Linked DNA regions of Sus scrofa: region 2 is linked to region 1. The links are chromatin contacts, called in public HiChIP or PLAC-seq maps. All regions are on one chromosome and are shown on one strand. The core of a region is the stretch at or near the end of the contact, and the rest is flanking DNA. Distances in the headings are between cores, read along the strand shown.

What was found. HiChIP or PLAC-seq counts read pairs in DNA pulled down with a chosen protein or histone mark.
Region 2: an H3K27ac HiChIP or PLAC-seq map of alveolar macrophages shows a contact between it and region 1. The contact joins the promoter of LOC100512448 here to the enhancer-like site in region 1. A contact is called at or near these places in 1 of 5 promoter capture datasets (liver), 15 of 47 Hi-C or Micro-C datasets (alveolar macrophages, embryonic fibroblasts, epiblast stem cells and 7 more) and 2 of 2 datasets of contacts at active chromatin or transcription factors (alveolar macrophages and skeletal muscle).

Annotation. Positions count from the first base shown.
Region 1 is chr18:50,485,716-50,489,655 of Sscrofa11.1, forward strand. All of the region lies in intron 2 of LOC106506854 (a long non-coding RNA gene), which reads right to left. Among named protein-coding and RNA genes, the nearest start is that of MYO1G, 21 kb to the left of the region's middle. Within about 2 kb of position 1,851, at least 35 of the 83 cell types and tissues checked have an H3K27ac peak or open chromatin away from gene starts, as enhancers often do. A contact at or near this core is called in alveolar macrophages, liver, mesenteric adipose tissue and 3 more, where this site is marked.
Region 2 is chr18:50,531,247-50,535,186 of Sscrofa11.1, forward strand. It overlaps LOC100512448 (histone H2A.V), which reads left to right and starts at 2,136. Exons shown (of 5, transcript XM_021078658.1): 1 at 2,136-2,321. The coding sequence starts at 2,319.

The sequences.
Region 1 (3,940 bases), core at 601-3,100:
CTGCAGTTGGATTCTTGGGTTTTGTTTGTTTGCTTTTGCTTTTTAGGGCCATACTTGCTGTATATGGAAGTTCCCCAGCCAGGGGTCAGATCAGAGCTGCAGCTGCTGGCCTACACCACAGCCACAACAACACCAGATCCAAGCCGAGTCTGTGACCTACACCACAGCTCACAGCAACATCGGATCCTTATCACACTGATCACGGCCAGGGGTCGAACCCGAATCCTCACAGAGATTATGTCGGGTTCTTAAGCGGCTGAGCCACAACCAGAGTGCTTGAGCTTCTACTTTTTACTTAGGGGTGGAAAAAAACACCCTTATGAGCTACAAAAGGTTAGAATATTCTAGAAGCCAAATCCAAACAAGCAGACCATCTGTTCTGTTTAAATCTTCACTGAGCTGAGCCCACATTGTTCCAGAGAAGAGTGCTGCACGTGGGGAGAGAGCAGGAAACACAAGGTCCCCACCTCGGTGGGGTGCAGTAGCATCCGCAACCCCACTTCCCACCCACCCTCCATCCCTCCATCCCTCCATCCCTCCATCCTCCGTTTACAAGACTCGAAAACATGCCACCAAGCAATCAGCACATTTTCCAAGTGACTAAAGCAGGGCAGAAGCTCCTGACTTTCCTCTGCTGTCAGCCAGGCTGGATTCCTCCCCAAAGCAGGGAGAACCGCATCTGCTGCCACGACCCCAGGTTAAGCAGAGGGACCAGGGCTGCTGAGTGGGGCTTGGTCTCAACAGCAGGCTGGGCGTGGAGGTGACACGCCAGGGCAAGGAGCAGCCCCTGCGTCTGAAAACCCTGCGAGGGTCAGGAATGAGCCTGCTGCTGGGACAGGAACGAGGATGGAGTTAGAGGCCAGAGAGTGGAGGCCGGGGAGGCCAAGCTGCCAGAGTGAACAGGACCTTCCTTGTGGCTGTTCAGTTTCAGGTCGTGTCTGGAAACAAGTAAACGTTCATAGGAGAGGAGTGGTCTTCCTAGAGTCTTGGAAAGAAGAGTTTAAGTGATAAGCATCTACAAGATTCAAATAAAAGTCCCACGGTTTGATGGGTTGGTTAAAAAAAGAAAGTGACAAGCATCTGGCATCCTGCTCCTGATCACCATCAGTTGGGCCTGAGCCTCTCCACCGAGGACTGTCCTCTGCCTCCCCTCGAGGCCCTGGCCCCGGTCTGCTCACCAGGCGAATCCACGGGAGTGCTTTTGTGGCATGTCACGGGCCCCCCTGAGTTAAGTGCTGGAGCCCATCCCATCAGCAGAAGGGCTTCACCCCCCAGGATGCACGCTGGCTGCCCTGAATCCCTCAAGCCTCAGTGCTCACAGGGCTGCACCCAAGGGAGGAGGGGGCTTGTCCTCCTCGCAGCCCGTTTTCAGGGAGGAAATCTTTCCCAGAAACCCCCAGCCAGGGTCAGAGCTTGTGCCAGCGCCTGAGCTTATTGCTGGCTGGGAAGATGGCATGTGCTTGACCGGGGTGGAAAGACACAAAGATCAACCGATGAGGATGGCAGAGGCGTGTGTCCAGAGCTGGCTGTGGTGAGGGAGTCACCCCATCCCTTGGTCTGGCAGAGACTCAGGGCTGGCAGGGGAGTAGGAGGGCTTCCTGGAGGAGTACAGGGCTCAGGGGTGCCCTGAAGGGGGCTGTGGGCCTGGGGGAGCCAGAGGCGCCCTCGCCAGAAGGGGGCGTCCCACGTGATCGGTTGGGGGAGCGTGTCTGGCTTTCTCTGGTTGGTCCTGAGTTGGAAGAAGGGACAGAACTTGGGGAAGCAGCAGTCAGTTATTGACCAAGTCCTGGCCGTTTGGAGTCGCTTGTAACAGGGGCTGTTGTGTGGCTTCCTGGGTTGTCCCTAGAGACAGCAGGCTGGCTCTTCCCTCAAGTGTGACTTACAGCCTCTGGCTTCCTGGGCGGGGTGCTGTAGCTTGTAGGTCAGAGGTCTGTTTTGATAAACAGTCTGGCCATTGTGTGTTCAGTCTCTCATTGGCCGGGACTAATCGGCATCCACTCCCCTAGGGGGGACCCCTGCCCCAAGCCCAAGGGGTGTCATCTGAACACAGTCATCAAGAAAGTGGGACGCTGGGTCCTAGCGACAGTCTCATGACACTTCCAATCACTGGAAAAATGGAACCCAGTAAATTAAAGACCAGTGATTTGATTTATACATTCACCTGTTAGATTTTGGTTAGTAGGAGTCGGTCCCCAAAACTCAGGTCAGCTCTGGGTGCACTCTGGCAGAACTCCAGCAAAGATCATACCAGGATCTGATAATGGGACCAAAGGGTCAGAAAGGGCGCCTTCCTGGAAAGGATGCCAATTTCTCTGAAAACCATCACGTGGCTTCTGGTTAGAATTTCAACATTACAGCCGCTTTGGGGGAAAAGTGTCTATCAGACAGCACGGTTCTTTTAATTTTATCATATAGTGGAATATAAATATAGTGAGAGAGTTGAGCTGGACTGTTTATGACCGCTCAGCTGAGGACTAAAGTCAGAGTTAAGTTTCCTGTTGAAATAGTATTAGGTTTAAGGATAAATTTAGAGCTGGAGCTGGAACTGGGCTTGGGGTTAAGTTAGCATTAGGGCTGGAGTTTGTCTCAGCTATATAGCTAGGGCTCCATTTAGGATCAAGTTTAGGGTTTACAGAGAGCCATGGGATTTTTTTGGCTTTGGTTTTTGGCCATGCCTGGGGCATATGGAAGTTTCTGGGGCAGGAATCAGAGAGTTGTTGTTATAGTTAACGATTGGGTTAGGGCTGAATCTTGCTAGACTTCATATTGGGGTCAAGAATTGAAGTAGGGGGAGTTCCCGTAGTGACTCAGTAGAAACGAAACTGACTAGCATCCATGAGGATGCAGGTTCAATCCCTGGACTCTCTCAGTGGGTTAAGGATCTGGGGTTGCCATGAGCTGTAGTGTAGGTTGCAGACGTGGCTCTGATCTGATGTTGCTGTGGTGTAGGCCAGAGGCTACAGCTCTGATTTGACCCCTAGCCTGGGAACTTCCATATGCCGAGGGTGCAGCCCTAAAAGGACAAAAAAAAAAAAAAAAAAAAAAAAAAAAAAAAAAGAATAGAAGTAGGGCTTGGTGATCCTGTTAGGGTTAAATTTTAGGGTTAGGGTGAAGGTTAAGGATAGTTTTAGGTCTGAGGGTTAGGATTAGATTAAGCTCAGGTTAGGGTGAACGTGGCAGTGTGCTTGGACTGCTATTAAGAAAATACTGCAGACGGGGCAGCTCAAATGACAGACATTGATATCTCACAGGTCTAGGGCTGTTAAGTCTGAGATCAAGGCGCTTGGCCATCTGGTTTCCTGGGAGGGCCTCCTCCTGGCTTGCAGATGGCACCTTCATGCTGCACCTCACATGACCTATCCATGTGGAGAGCACAAGCTCTGGAGTCTCGCTCTTTTTTCTTTTTCGGCCGCCCTGTGACATATGGAGTTCCCAGGTCAGGGATCAGATCCAAGCTGCACTTGAGACCTACACCACAGCTGTGGCAATGCCAGATCCTTAACCCACTGTGCCAGACCAAGGATCAAGCCCTCCTCCCAGAGCTGCAGAGATGCTACCAATCCCATTGCACCATAGAGGAAACTGCTGGTGTCTCTTCCTCTTCTTCTTCTTTTTTTTTTTTTTTTTTTGTCTTTTTAGGGCAGCACCCATGGCATATGGAAGTTCCCAGGCTAGGGGTCAAATCGGAGCTGCAGCTACCAGCCTACACCACAGCCACAGCAATACCAGATCCAAGCCACGTCTGAGACCTATACCACAGCTCATGGCAACGCCGGATCCTTAACCCACTGAGCAGGGCCAGGGATCGAACCTCCCTCCCAGAGCTGCAGAGATGCTGCCAATCCCATCGCACCATGGTGGGAACTCTTGGTGACTCTTCCTCTTCCTTTTTTTTTTTTCCAGGGTGGCACCCATGGCATATGGAGCTCCCAGGCTAGGG
Region 2 (3,940 bases), core at 886-3,385, 46 kb after region 1:
CGGTCCTAAAAAGACAGAAAGACCAAAAACAAAAATTAAAAATTAAAAAAGGAGAAGTTGGAGTTCCTGCTGTGGCGCAATGGGACCAGTGGTGTCTCTGGAATGCTGGGATGCAGGTTCTATCCCCACCCAGAACAGTGGGTTAAAGGAGGATCCATATTGCCTCAGCTTCGGTGTAGATCACAACTGTGGCTCCAATCTGACCCCTGGCCCCTGAACTCCATGAGCCATGAGTCGGCCAAAAAAACCAAAAAAGTTAGCGAGGGAGAAACTGAGATGGAGGACTCAGCAACAGCAAAAGCCTGTGCAAGGGCAAGATGGAGCTTCAGGTGTGGTCGAGAAGCCACAAAACATGAGATGAGCAGGGGCCAGGGAAATGCAGGGCTCTCCATGCCATGCTAAGGATTTGGATTTTGTTCGAAAGTCAAAGAGGTTAAAAGGAAAAGTAAGATTTGTATTTGAGATTGCAACGAAGGAGAAAAGGGACAGAACATTAGTTAGCAGGTTTTAACTAATCCAGGAGAAAAATGACAAAGGCTAAACTGAATCAGCGGCAATACACACAGCGCCCACACACACACACAAAAGCACGATTGGATATTCAGGAAGTAGAGGGATCTAGTCGAGAATTACCCAGCCACACTGGCCTGTTTCTAAGTCCCTTCATTGTGACAAGTCTTTTTCCCTTGAGAGCCTTTATACTTGCCCTTTCTCGGTGGAACACTGCTAAATTACACCCTCCCTAAATTACATTCCTCGGCCTCTGTCTCTCAAAGGACCCTGCTCTCTTCCATGGACTTGCATTGATTATCATTCACACAGTGGCCTGTCTCCTTCTTCAACATCTGACCCCTGCTGTCAAGGACGGTTAGGGCACGGACAGGCCAAGGTTGCCAGCCCCAGAATCCTAGCACAGTGCCTCCCAACAGCGGGCCCTAGGCGATCTGTTGAAGGTGAACTCACAGGGGATGCTCTGGCCGACTCGGACCGCCCTCGCCAGGGCCAGGGACACAGAAGGGCAGTGATTAACCGTGGTTATCGCTCACTGGATCAATTCCCAACGCTTCTATTGTTCAGCTTTGCTACCTACTTTGCAGGCTTGGTTCACCTGGGCCTCCGATCTCACTGCCGCCCGCTCCCTTCTCCTCGCTCGTCTATACCTTCACTCGCATTTTTCCAAATCCTTATTAGCAGCTCCCCCCTCTTCCTCCCTTCGAACTCGTTACATTTCCTTAAAAACGAAGGGTCTCCTCCACCCCCACCCCATGTTACATCCTCGGGGTCAGAAGTAAGATCACTCTCACTTTGGGACAGGATCTCCCCACCTGGTGATAATCGCGCCAGAACCAAATCTCCGCGCGGGACGGTGGGCTCTGCACACCCGGAACGCTGCCCGGCGCGGTCAGTGCAGACAGTTGTGGAAAAGAGGCAAAGTTTTAAAACTGCAACCGCTGAGAGTTGGCCCCGAGCCCGGACCGGGCCCCGGCAACTGCGGGCTGTGTGGTCCTGGGGGCAGCCGGGGGCAGTGGCCGTGGGCCGACGAGCCCTTCTTCGCGCGCGTGCCTCAACTTGGCCGCAGGCTCGGAGATTGCGACCCCATTTCAGAGTTTCTCCCCCTTTTCGCTGGGCGGCTAACCTAACGGCAGAGGGAAGGCGCTGAGGCGAAGGGCCACGAGATGCCCCGGAGCAGTGCCGCCGTGAAGCGAGCCTCCGCTAGCACGGAGAAATAATCAGAATCTGAAAAGCCGCCAGGGGAAGCAGACAGACAGCAGTTCCCTTCCCAAACAGTTCTCAGACACTAAGAAAGGGCGGGAAAGTCAGAGCCGCCTCAAGTCGTTCCACCCATTGGCTAATCGCGCTGTCGTTCCCCGCGACCCGCCTCCCCTGCTCGCGGGCGATGTTCTAATTGGATAACTTCCTCCAGCCGTCCCCTTTCATTGGTGAATCCCTCCGTTTGTCAGGCTCCAGCCCTGAAGACTGGCGGAGAGGGGAGTTTGGCCCCGCCCCTGGTCGCGCACAGGCGCGTCTGTGTTGGGGGTCCGAGGCCCCGCCTCCGCGTGCCGTGTGCAAAAACAAACAGCCGTTAGGGAGGAGGGGCCGAGGGGGCGGGGTCTGTCTAGAAGGAGGCTCACGATTGGGCGGCCGGCGGGGTTCAAACGAGCAAGGCGAGCGGGCATTGGCCGGGGCTCTGTGAGGCGGGCCTCGGTTATTGTCCGAGCTCCGGCAGCGGCGGCGGCGACGGCGGCGGCAGTGGCGGTCGGTGCTGCGGCAGCGGCGGCGACGGCTCGGCGGGACCGAGGGCGGGAGCGGCCGAGACCATGGTGAGGGCTGCGGGGCGGGCGTCGATGGCTAGGCGGCGCCGCTACCTGTTGAGGCGGCGATGGGCGTCAGGCGGCGACGACAGCGGCGGGGCGGACGTCAGGCGGCGGGGCTGCCCGCGGTCCCGGCCTCGCCCGCCGCGGCGCTGGCGCGAACCGAGGTGCGCGGGCCTCGGCCCGGGCGGCCCTGAGCCGAACAGCCCTCGCAGCACCGCAGCACCTCCGTGGTCCCCGCGACCCACTTAGAGCCCCACATTGTGCGTGGGTTAGAAAGTGCGGGTTTTCAGAGACGCGAGTGGAGAGAACTTGGCCCGGTGTAAAGTTGGGAGGGAAAGGCGGCGAGCGCTGGCTGTGCCCCGCTCGGGAGTGAGCCGGCGACGCCGAGGCGACGAGCAGGGTCCGCCCGAGCGCCCTCCGGAGACAGCCCTGCCGGGTGCTGAACCGCAGGCAGAAATTGTGGTTATTGTGACGTTCTCACACCTCAGAACCGGAGTCGACCTTGTGGATCGTTGCACCCGGTCTCCGCAACTGGTGTGCAGTTAGCGGAAGCACTTCCACAGCCGACCGAGGCACGGCTTGCAGCTGCTCCGTGAACTGGTTTGCCGGAGCTCATGCTTCTCCTGCTCCTCGCTGGGTTTTAGGGTGTCCCCCACTTAATCTTTAGCGACGTGCCGTATATTGGCTGCCCCTTTACCAGCAGCTAAAAATACACGGGCGTTCACGTAAGCTAAAAATACAGGAGGCGTGGGGTGTCATTCTTGTTTTGAGATTTTTTGAGCTTAAGGAGAAGTGAGTGAGCACGTGACTGTTAAACTAAGGTGAAAGCAGGTTGGCATCCAGTTTTCAACTTTTTTTGAATGAAATGTACTTTAGCCGGCTCCGTAGGCGTATTTTCTAACTCAGGTTAATACTCACTCGGATCTTGGAAGAAAAATTTTGTCATGCTTGTAGTTTGTTTCTCAGTCCATCGTCTTTGAAATGTGCGAAGTTGGGAGAGTGTAACGTAAGCACAGTTTGAGGGGGTGGTGAAGAGAAAGTAATTATTCATTTTCTGTGCAGTTTTGTATTCACATAAGTTTGGTTCCATAAAAGTATGTTTTTGTTAAATATAACAAATGTATCTGTGGAGTTCCCGTCAGGGCACAGCGGAAACGAATCCGACTGGGAACCATGAGATTGCCGGTTCGATCCCTGGCCCTGCTCAGCGGGTTAAGGATCCCGCGTTGCCCTGAGCTGTGGTGTAGGTCGAAGACGAGGCTTGGATCCCGAGTTGCTGTGGCTGTGGTGTAAGCCGGCAGCTGTAGCTCTGATTAGACCCCTAGCCTGGGAACCTCCACAGGCCACAGGTGCGGCCCTAAAAAGCAAAAAAAAAAAAAAAAGAAAGAAAGAAAAGAAAAGAAAGAAATGTATGTGAAGCCTCCAAACTGTGGAAGTAGTCATTTAGTTGACTGAGATTTTTAAAAATTAATTTCATGTCCACTTCTTTGAAAAGCAAATAAGTTAAACAACAAATATGATGCATTTGAAACAGTAAGCATAGCATTGCTTACAAACAGTAAACTGGGAAACATGGGGTGTTTTGCAGTTGGTAACTTTTAATTGATAACTACTTATTTCATAAT